Regions from separate parts of the Sus scrofa genome. Here region 1 is linked to region 2. The links are chromatin contacts, called in public HiChIP or PLAC-seq maps. All regions are on one chromosome and are shown on one strand. Each heading gives the region's core, a stretch centred on a gene start, on an enhancer-like site or on the middle of the called end of the contact. The rest is flanking DNA. Distances are from core to core; before and after follow the strand shown.

Evidence for each region. HiChIP or PLAC-seq counts read pairs in DNA pulled down with a chosen protein or histone mark.
Region 1: an H3K27ac HiChIP or PLAC-seq map of alveolar macrophages shows a contact between it and region 2. The contact joins two enhancer-like sites. A contact is called at or near these places in 1 of 5 promoter capture datasets (fetal skeletal muscle) and 1 of 2 datasets of contacts at active chromatin or transcription factors (alveolar macrophages).

Annotation. Positions count from the first base shown.
Region 1 is chr14:104,962,548-104,966,165 of Sscrofa11.1, forward strand. CEP55 (centrosomal protein of 55 kDa) reads left to right here. Exons shown (of 9, transcript XM_013983573.2): 4 at 2,843-2,911. Among named protein-coding and RNA genes, the nearest start is that of CEP55, 7.1 kb to the left of the region's middle. Within about 2 kb of position 1,769, at least 2 of the 83 cell types and tissues checked have an H3K27ac peak or open chromatin away from gene starts, as enhancers often do. A contact at or near this core is called in alveolar macrophages, where this site is marked.
Region 2 is chr14:104,808,406-104,811,974 of Sscrofa11.1, forward strand. MYOF (myoferlin) reads right to left here. Exons shown (of 54, transcript XM_021073854.1): 35 at 3,080-3,241; 36 at 366-531. Among named protein-coding and RNA genes, the nearest start is that of MYOF, 130 kb to the right of the region's middle. Within about 2 kb of position 1,511, at least 1 of the 83 cell types and tissues checked has an H3K27ac peak or open chromatin away from gene starts, as enhancers often do. A contact at or near this core is called in alveolar macrophages, where this site is marked.

The DNA of each region.
Region 1 (3,618 bases), core at 519-3,018, 150 kb after region 2:
TGAGGGTTTGATCCCTGGCCTCGCTCAGTGGGTTAAGGATCCGGCATTGCCGTGAGCTGTGGTGTAGGTCACAGACACGGCTCAGATTGATCCCGAGTTGCTGTGGTGTAGGCTGGCAGCTACAGCTCCAATTAGACCCCTAGCCTGGGAACCTCCGTATGCCACAGGTGCAGCCCTAGGAAAGGCAAAAAGACAAAAAAACAAAAACAAAAAAACTCATTTGTCAAATGGTGAAACAGCATACTGTACTAACAGATTAACAGATTACCTTTTTTTTTTAAATAGCCTAGTACTTTGTAAGCAAAAATAGGTAATATGGCTTCCTCCACTCCCCATTGTTTGGCTCTCAGGAATATTCAGAATACAGAATCTGCTATGTATCTGCAACAGCCCAGGAAGATTTTGTTGAGTTTTTTTTTTATAGTTTCTTTCATGAAAACAGTAGGCTTTGTTTTTTTGGTTATTTTTCATATTTGAGATACTCAATTATAATATCTGGTATGCTTTTCCTACTACATGTGCTTTTTGTCCCCTTCTTTTGTTTTAGAGTCACTAGAGTAGCAGAAATAGCAAGGATTTGTAGGTAGGCAGATCTGAGTTCAGATCTTGGTTCTTCTGCTTGCTAGCTATGTGATTCTTAACAAATTCCTTAACCTTTCTAGCTTTAAAGACAATGCTAGAATTCACCAGACCCCTCTCCTTAAACCTTAATTTCCACAGTGGTAAAATCAGGATAAGAACACTGGAGATTAAATGTTATATGTATGTAAATTGCCTAGCAGAGTGCCTGGCATATAGTAAGTGCTAAATAAATGATTTCTTATTGGTCAGAGCTTTGAATCTTTTGGATATTTGGATGTTTGAATAATAGTAACAATACAAGTATTAATACCACCTATTAATATCAGTAGCTTTTAGGTGTAATATTGAAACATTATTAGATGTCTTCATACTTTCTCTCTCCTTTAGGGTATTCAGATTGATCAGACCTCTGTTGTGTACTCTCATAGGTGGACAACTGAGTGTTTCTACAGATGAGTTCAAAGAAGTTAAGCTTTTCTAAGGAAGTTCCGTAGAGCTGAAACTCATGAAACTTTATAGTCAGATCCTAAGTGGTTGACTGAACCTTTACTTAAAGCTCAAGGATTAGTTTCTCTACTTTTTTTTTTTTTTTTTTTAAATGCTTTTTAGGGTCACACCCACAGCATGTGGACGTTCCCAGGTTAGGGGTCAAATTGGAGCTACAGCTGCTGGCCTACACCACAGCTCATGGCAACGCTGGATCCTTAACCCACTGAGCAAGGTCGGGGATTGAACCCACATCTTCATGGTTCCTAGTTGGGTTTGTTTCCACTGAGCCACGAAGGGACCCCCCAAGTTTCTCTACTTTTGAAGCTGGAAATGTAAATCTTGGTAGAAATGATAGTTTTTAATAATGTGTTCTTGTAATAATTGTGTGGGATAGCCACTAGTAATTTCTGTATTAATTAGCATGTCTAACTGCTGTTGACAACCAATCTCCAAATCTCAGTCTTACATGACAAATGATTATTTTTTGCTCATGTCACAGCCTAGTGCAGGTGGGAGTGGAGGAGGCTTTACTCCATAGTGATCCAGGGTCCTTCCTTCTGGTGGCTCCCTCGTCCCTCAGGGGGCATTCCTCCACCAGATCCTCTATACATACCTGTGGGTTAAAGGGCATGTGGAGAATTGGGGGAATGTGTAGGGTTTAGGCCTAAAATTAGCATATCTCACTTCTGCTCACATTCTATTGGACAGAATTCAGCCTCATGATCCCAATAACCACAGGGAAGGCTGGGAAATGTAGTCCACAGTGTATGCAGGGGAAAAGGAAAGGAATTTGGTGAACTATCTCTGTCATAGTTTTCCACCTAAAGGACTAAATTGAGAGGGAGAAAGAGCTATACTAGGGTGAGTGTCTAGATCATCTTTGAATAAGAAAAAAAATGTTTTGAGCTTCCTTGCCAGCCTTCACAGAAGTTTCTTTCCATATAGCTGTTAAAAGACTGAAATACAACTTATTATGAGTTTTGTTGGCTAGACTGAATACCTAACCATCTACTTCCCTCTTTTTTCCCTCTATGAGAAAGTGAAGAAAAAAGAGATGTTTTGAGTTCTATATGAACAAATACTAAATAATGCTATTGCAAATACAAATGTAATGCTAGAAAACAACTTTTGTTTTTTATTTGACAATTTAATATCTTCCAGATTTTATTTAAATAGCCCAGTTGTTTTGCTTTGTCTCCTAGTGAAAACCACTGGGCTGTTCATATGCCCTGAGGCTATTCTGGTAATCCTGGGGTCCAGAGGACCTCAGAAATCAAATTAGATATGACATCTCTGGGAAGTTCCTTTTGTGGGTCTGTGGTTAACCAACCTGACTAGGATCCATGAGAATTCAGGTTTGATTTCTGGCCTTGATCAATGGGTTAAGGATCTGACATTGCTGTGAGCTGTGGTGTAGGTCAAAGATGTGGCTTGGATCCCGCATTGCTGTGGCTGTGGTGTAGGCCAGTAGCTGTAGCTCCAATTTGACCTCTAGCCTGGGAACTTCCATATGCCGCAGATGCAGCCCTAAAAAGCCAAAAAAAAAAGGGGGGGGGGATATGACATCTCAGGTTTCCAATCTGCTTAGAAAGCTTCCAGGACATCTTAATTCTGCTTTGCTACCCATCGCCTCTTGGTATGATGGTTCACCAGCATGTACTTGATCTGTATTTTGGGATGCTTCTGTGAAGTATGTATTATGAAACTAAATGTAATGAGGAAACTTCTAGTATTAAATGTATGAGGTTAATGAATATTGGTTTACTTACAGACTGTGGCTACAAGTTGCCTCAATCCATCGATGAGTGAGATTCATGAAATGGAAGTGCAGCTGAAAGACGTAAGTTCATTTGTCTTTTATTAAGTTATGGCTAAAGAGAAATAATTCATTTATTATTAAATTTCATAGAAATTGGCAGCACTAGTGCTATGACTTGGAAAAACATTTTGAGGAGACGGAAAAATGAATGGTTTGAGATCATCTCTCTAGGTTACTACCTTTTTTTTTTTTTTTAACTCCCCACCAAAATGATTCTTTTTTTTTTTTTTAAGGCCACACCTGTGGCATATGGAAGTTCCCAGGCTAGGAGTTGAATTAGAGCTGTAGCTGCCGGCCATTCCCACAGCAACACGGGATCCGAACTGCGTCTATGACCTACACCACAGCTCACTGCAACGCTGGATCCTTAACCACTGAGTGAGGCCAGGGATCAAACTGCCTCCTTGTGGATACTAGTCGGATTTGTTTCCGCTGAGCCACAACAGAAACTCTCTCTAGGTTACTACCTTAAAGTTTCTTTCCAGGCAAGCAGGAGGGCCTCTTCCTCTAAGTATGGTCTCTTGTAGGCTAGAAAGCCTAGAAATCGCCTATTTCTATCGAATATCTCACTAGCGTCCTTCCTCCACCTAAATCTAACTTGCCCAACTCTTTTATTATTTAATATAACTTAATTTGCCGTTTCTTTTCTCATTTATAATGCAAGATTTACTCTTTAGTTTAAAATTATTCCCTTTAGGAGTTCCCGTCATGGCTCAGCAGTTAACAAA
Region 2 (3,569 bases), core at 261-2,760:
GGACCAAACCTGCAGGTTCACAGACACTGTCGGGTTCTTAACCTACTGAGCCACCACGGGAACTGCCATTGCCTTGTTTGTCTTCTCTGCTGGACAATACAAGACATCTTACGTTCACTGAGGCGCTGGATACTTAATACGGTAATAGCTTGAGCACTGGGTCCCCCAAATGAGGCCAGGACTCAAGAGGGGCTCTGCCACTTACTAACGATACTACCCTGGGAAAATGACACAGTATTGTAAATCAAACTGTTTCCTCAATCTGCAAAATCTGGACAATGAGTACTTACCTTGAGAAGTTTGTAACGGTTAAATCAGCTCAACAGGAAAAGTCTTGAGATGTGATTTAGAGACTTGCACTTTACCTTTTAGCTGCGGCACAATGTCCTCCTTTCCTGCATAAGGGTCGCAGCGAAAGCGGTCCAGGCGGTCGATGGTGCACTGGCCCACGACGGGCTTGCGCCCAAACTGCCGGTGGTCGATGACCTTGATCACCAGCGGGGGCATGTACAATTCCTCCTTGGGCAAGAACTGGGGGTCACAGAGGGAGGGGTCACTTCTCTGTATAAGACCTGACAAGGGCAGCTTTGCCAATCAACTCCCTCAAAGGGACCAACTCAGGCTCTTTTTGCTGTTGGTAGAGCCCAGGGCACTTGCAGTAAGCAGCACGTTGCAGAAGGCCTGAGCTCTGAGCCTGATGCCCAGGACCAAATCCTAGCATGATCTCAGGGAACTTTTCTATGTCCCAGCAATCTCCTCAGTAATGGTAGGCTTGCAGAATTAATCTATGTGAAATACTTAGGACAGTAACTTAGTACCTGACTTTGCTCTGTAACAAGATGCAAAGTTAGCATTTATTCAGAATTAGTTAAAGTTTAGAAATGATTGCGGTAAAACTGGACTTTCCTGGGAAATAACTGTGGCCTGAGAGTCTTTGAGCTTTGGGAGTTCAGGGCCAAAAGGGGATGCTCATTGTTTCTCAATGCCTCCTGGATGCTCTACATGGAGTCTGGTGGCCTTGGTGACATTGTCTGGTTGGGGGATCCTAGGCTGGTCTCAGGTCTGCCTGGTGCATTTGTGGTTCAGATGATTTCTACCTCCGTCCTTGCTGGGGTCAACTGAACTAGCTTTCCTCATCCCTGCTGACCGAGGCTAGATTCCAGACTAGAGCTTGGGAGGGGACAAGGATGGGTAGAGTGGCCCAGGGGATCACTCTGGGATTCTGGCTTGGAGCATCCAGGTGGCACTCATCTATACCACCATAGGGGGATGAGCAGGGGCTTTGAAGTTGGAGGGACCTTAAGTCCAAACTCAGACCACCCACTTGCTAGTGGTGTTTCTGTGTGTAAATTAATTAACCTCTAAGTTTCCACCAAAGCACACATAAGGGGATGAACATGCCTGCTCTGCAGGATTGAAGACCTAATTCAGGGAGAGAATGCAGCCACCATGGAGCTGTGTGCAGCTGCTGTTGCAATCTCAACAGTCACTGCAGCATAACAGGCAAGGCCTGGCACTCACTAGGGAACTTGCACAAGGCATTTCCCCCATCTAGGCTTCAGTCTCCTCATCTCTAAGAGAAGTTAAGCCACATGACCCTAGAGTTCAAGAGAGGTCTGCTCAGATGCCAAAGGCAGGAAATGATTGGGGTGGGGAAAGGAATGGGAAGGTCCTATACCTTCCATCCCATCAAAGTGAGGAAATGCCTTTCTTTCCATCTCTCTCTCTCCTTCTTCTTTTTTTTTTTTTCTTTTTTCTTTTTAGGGCCACATCTGTGGCATCTGGAAGTTTCCAGGCTAGGGATCAAATCAGAGTTGCAGCTGAAGCTTATGCTATAGCAACTTGAAATCCAAGTCACATCTGCAACCTATGCTGTGGCTCATAGCAACACCAGATCCTTAAACCCACTGAGTGAGGCCAGGAATTAAACCTGCCTCCTCATGGATACTAATCAGATTCTTAACCTGCTGAGCCACAATGAGAATTCCTCCATCTTTTATATAGTAGAGAAAAATAGATTTTTCTTTTATAAAAAAGTAAGGATTTAATGGCTTTAAAAATGGAAAGACTGGGAATTCCCCAGTGCAGTGAGTTAAGGACCCCATGTTGTCACTGCCATGGCATGTGTTTGATCCCTGGGCCCAGAAACTTCTGCATGCTTTGGGTGTCACCAAAAAACAAACAAACAAACAACAACAAAAAAAAACCCATAATCTTTTCTTGCTCCAAAGCAGTCTGGGGTCAATGGCAGAGAACTGTGACCTGTTCTGAGGCTGCCCCATTTCTAATAACCAAAGGGGAAATTTGATGGACAAAGAAGGAGCCATCCAGGGGCACCTGGAGGTGGGGCCCCAATCACCCCGTCACTCTCCAACTACCCGTATCCCAGCCAGCAGTCACTATCTGCAGGGTTCTAGTCCATGGACACCTGTAAGGGCACAGCTGAGGGTTAATATTCTGCTCATGAGGGACTGACCAATAGCCTGTTGTACAGAGCTGAACAGGTGGGAAGTTTCTTGGAGAAATACACTAGTATCACTCATAGATACTTCTGTGTCACTGGAGCCTTAAGAAATTATCACCATGGTGTGAGAATCTAAGGAGGAAAAGTCACTGACCAGCTGACTACAGAACAGGGTTTTTCTTTTCTTTCTGTCTTTCTTTCCTTTTTTTTTTTTTTTTTTTTTTTTTTTTTTTGTCTTTTCTAGGGCCGCACCTGCGGCATGTGGAGGTTCGAAGGCTAGGGGTCTAATCAGAGCTGTAGCCGCCGGCCTACACCAGAGCCACAGCAACGCCAGATCTGAGCTGTGTCTGCGACCTACACCACAGCTCATGGCAACGCCGGATCCTTAACCCACTGAGTGAGGCCAGGGATTGAAGCCATAACCTCATAGCTCCTAGTCATATTCGTTAACCCCTGAGCCACAATGGGAACTCTGTGGAGCAGGGCTTTTCTATCAGTTGTCAGACTCTGGAAACACATATACATAAATGTGTGTGTGATTTGTATATATTCATTCTTCAGGTACAATTCAGTTATTCAACAGGCATGGACTATTACAGAGTCTTGATACTCTACCACTTTCATGAAGAGAACAGAACTTGGAAAGTTGGGCGTCTTCTTAAGGTTTTTGATCACCACTGATTCTACCCGTTCCCCTCCACACTCCACAATGAGGCTGGGGGATGTGACAGATGCCATCTGGTAATTCTTCATATTTCTTAAGCCCCACGCTAGAATCTAAGAAAACAATGTAAAAAGAAGGGAAGAAATCCAAAAATAATATTCAAAAGTAAGAAATTCTTTTTTATTTTATTTATTTTTTCCGCTGTACAGCATGGGGACCAAGTGACACTAGAAACTCTTTCTTAATAACTGGCAAATTCTTTAAGATTGACTTGTGCAGATTTGCCCAACATCTCTGACAGTGTTAGCCTACAGAGCCTGGGGGTCATACAGAGAAGATGCTTTTGCCCCTGTCCTTCTCCTGAGCCACTTGTTATAAAACAGAACCATTAACAAGGCAGGGATCAGCCCTGGCTGCACCATATCACAGGTCTGAGGACTC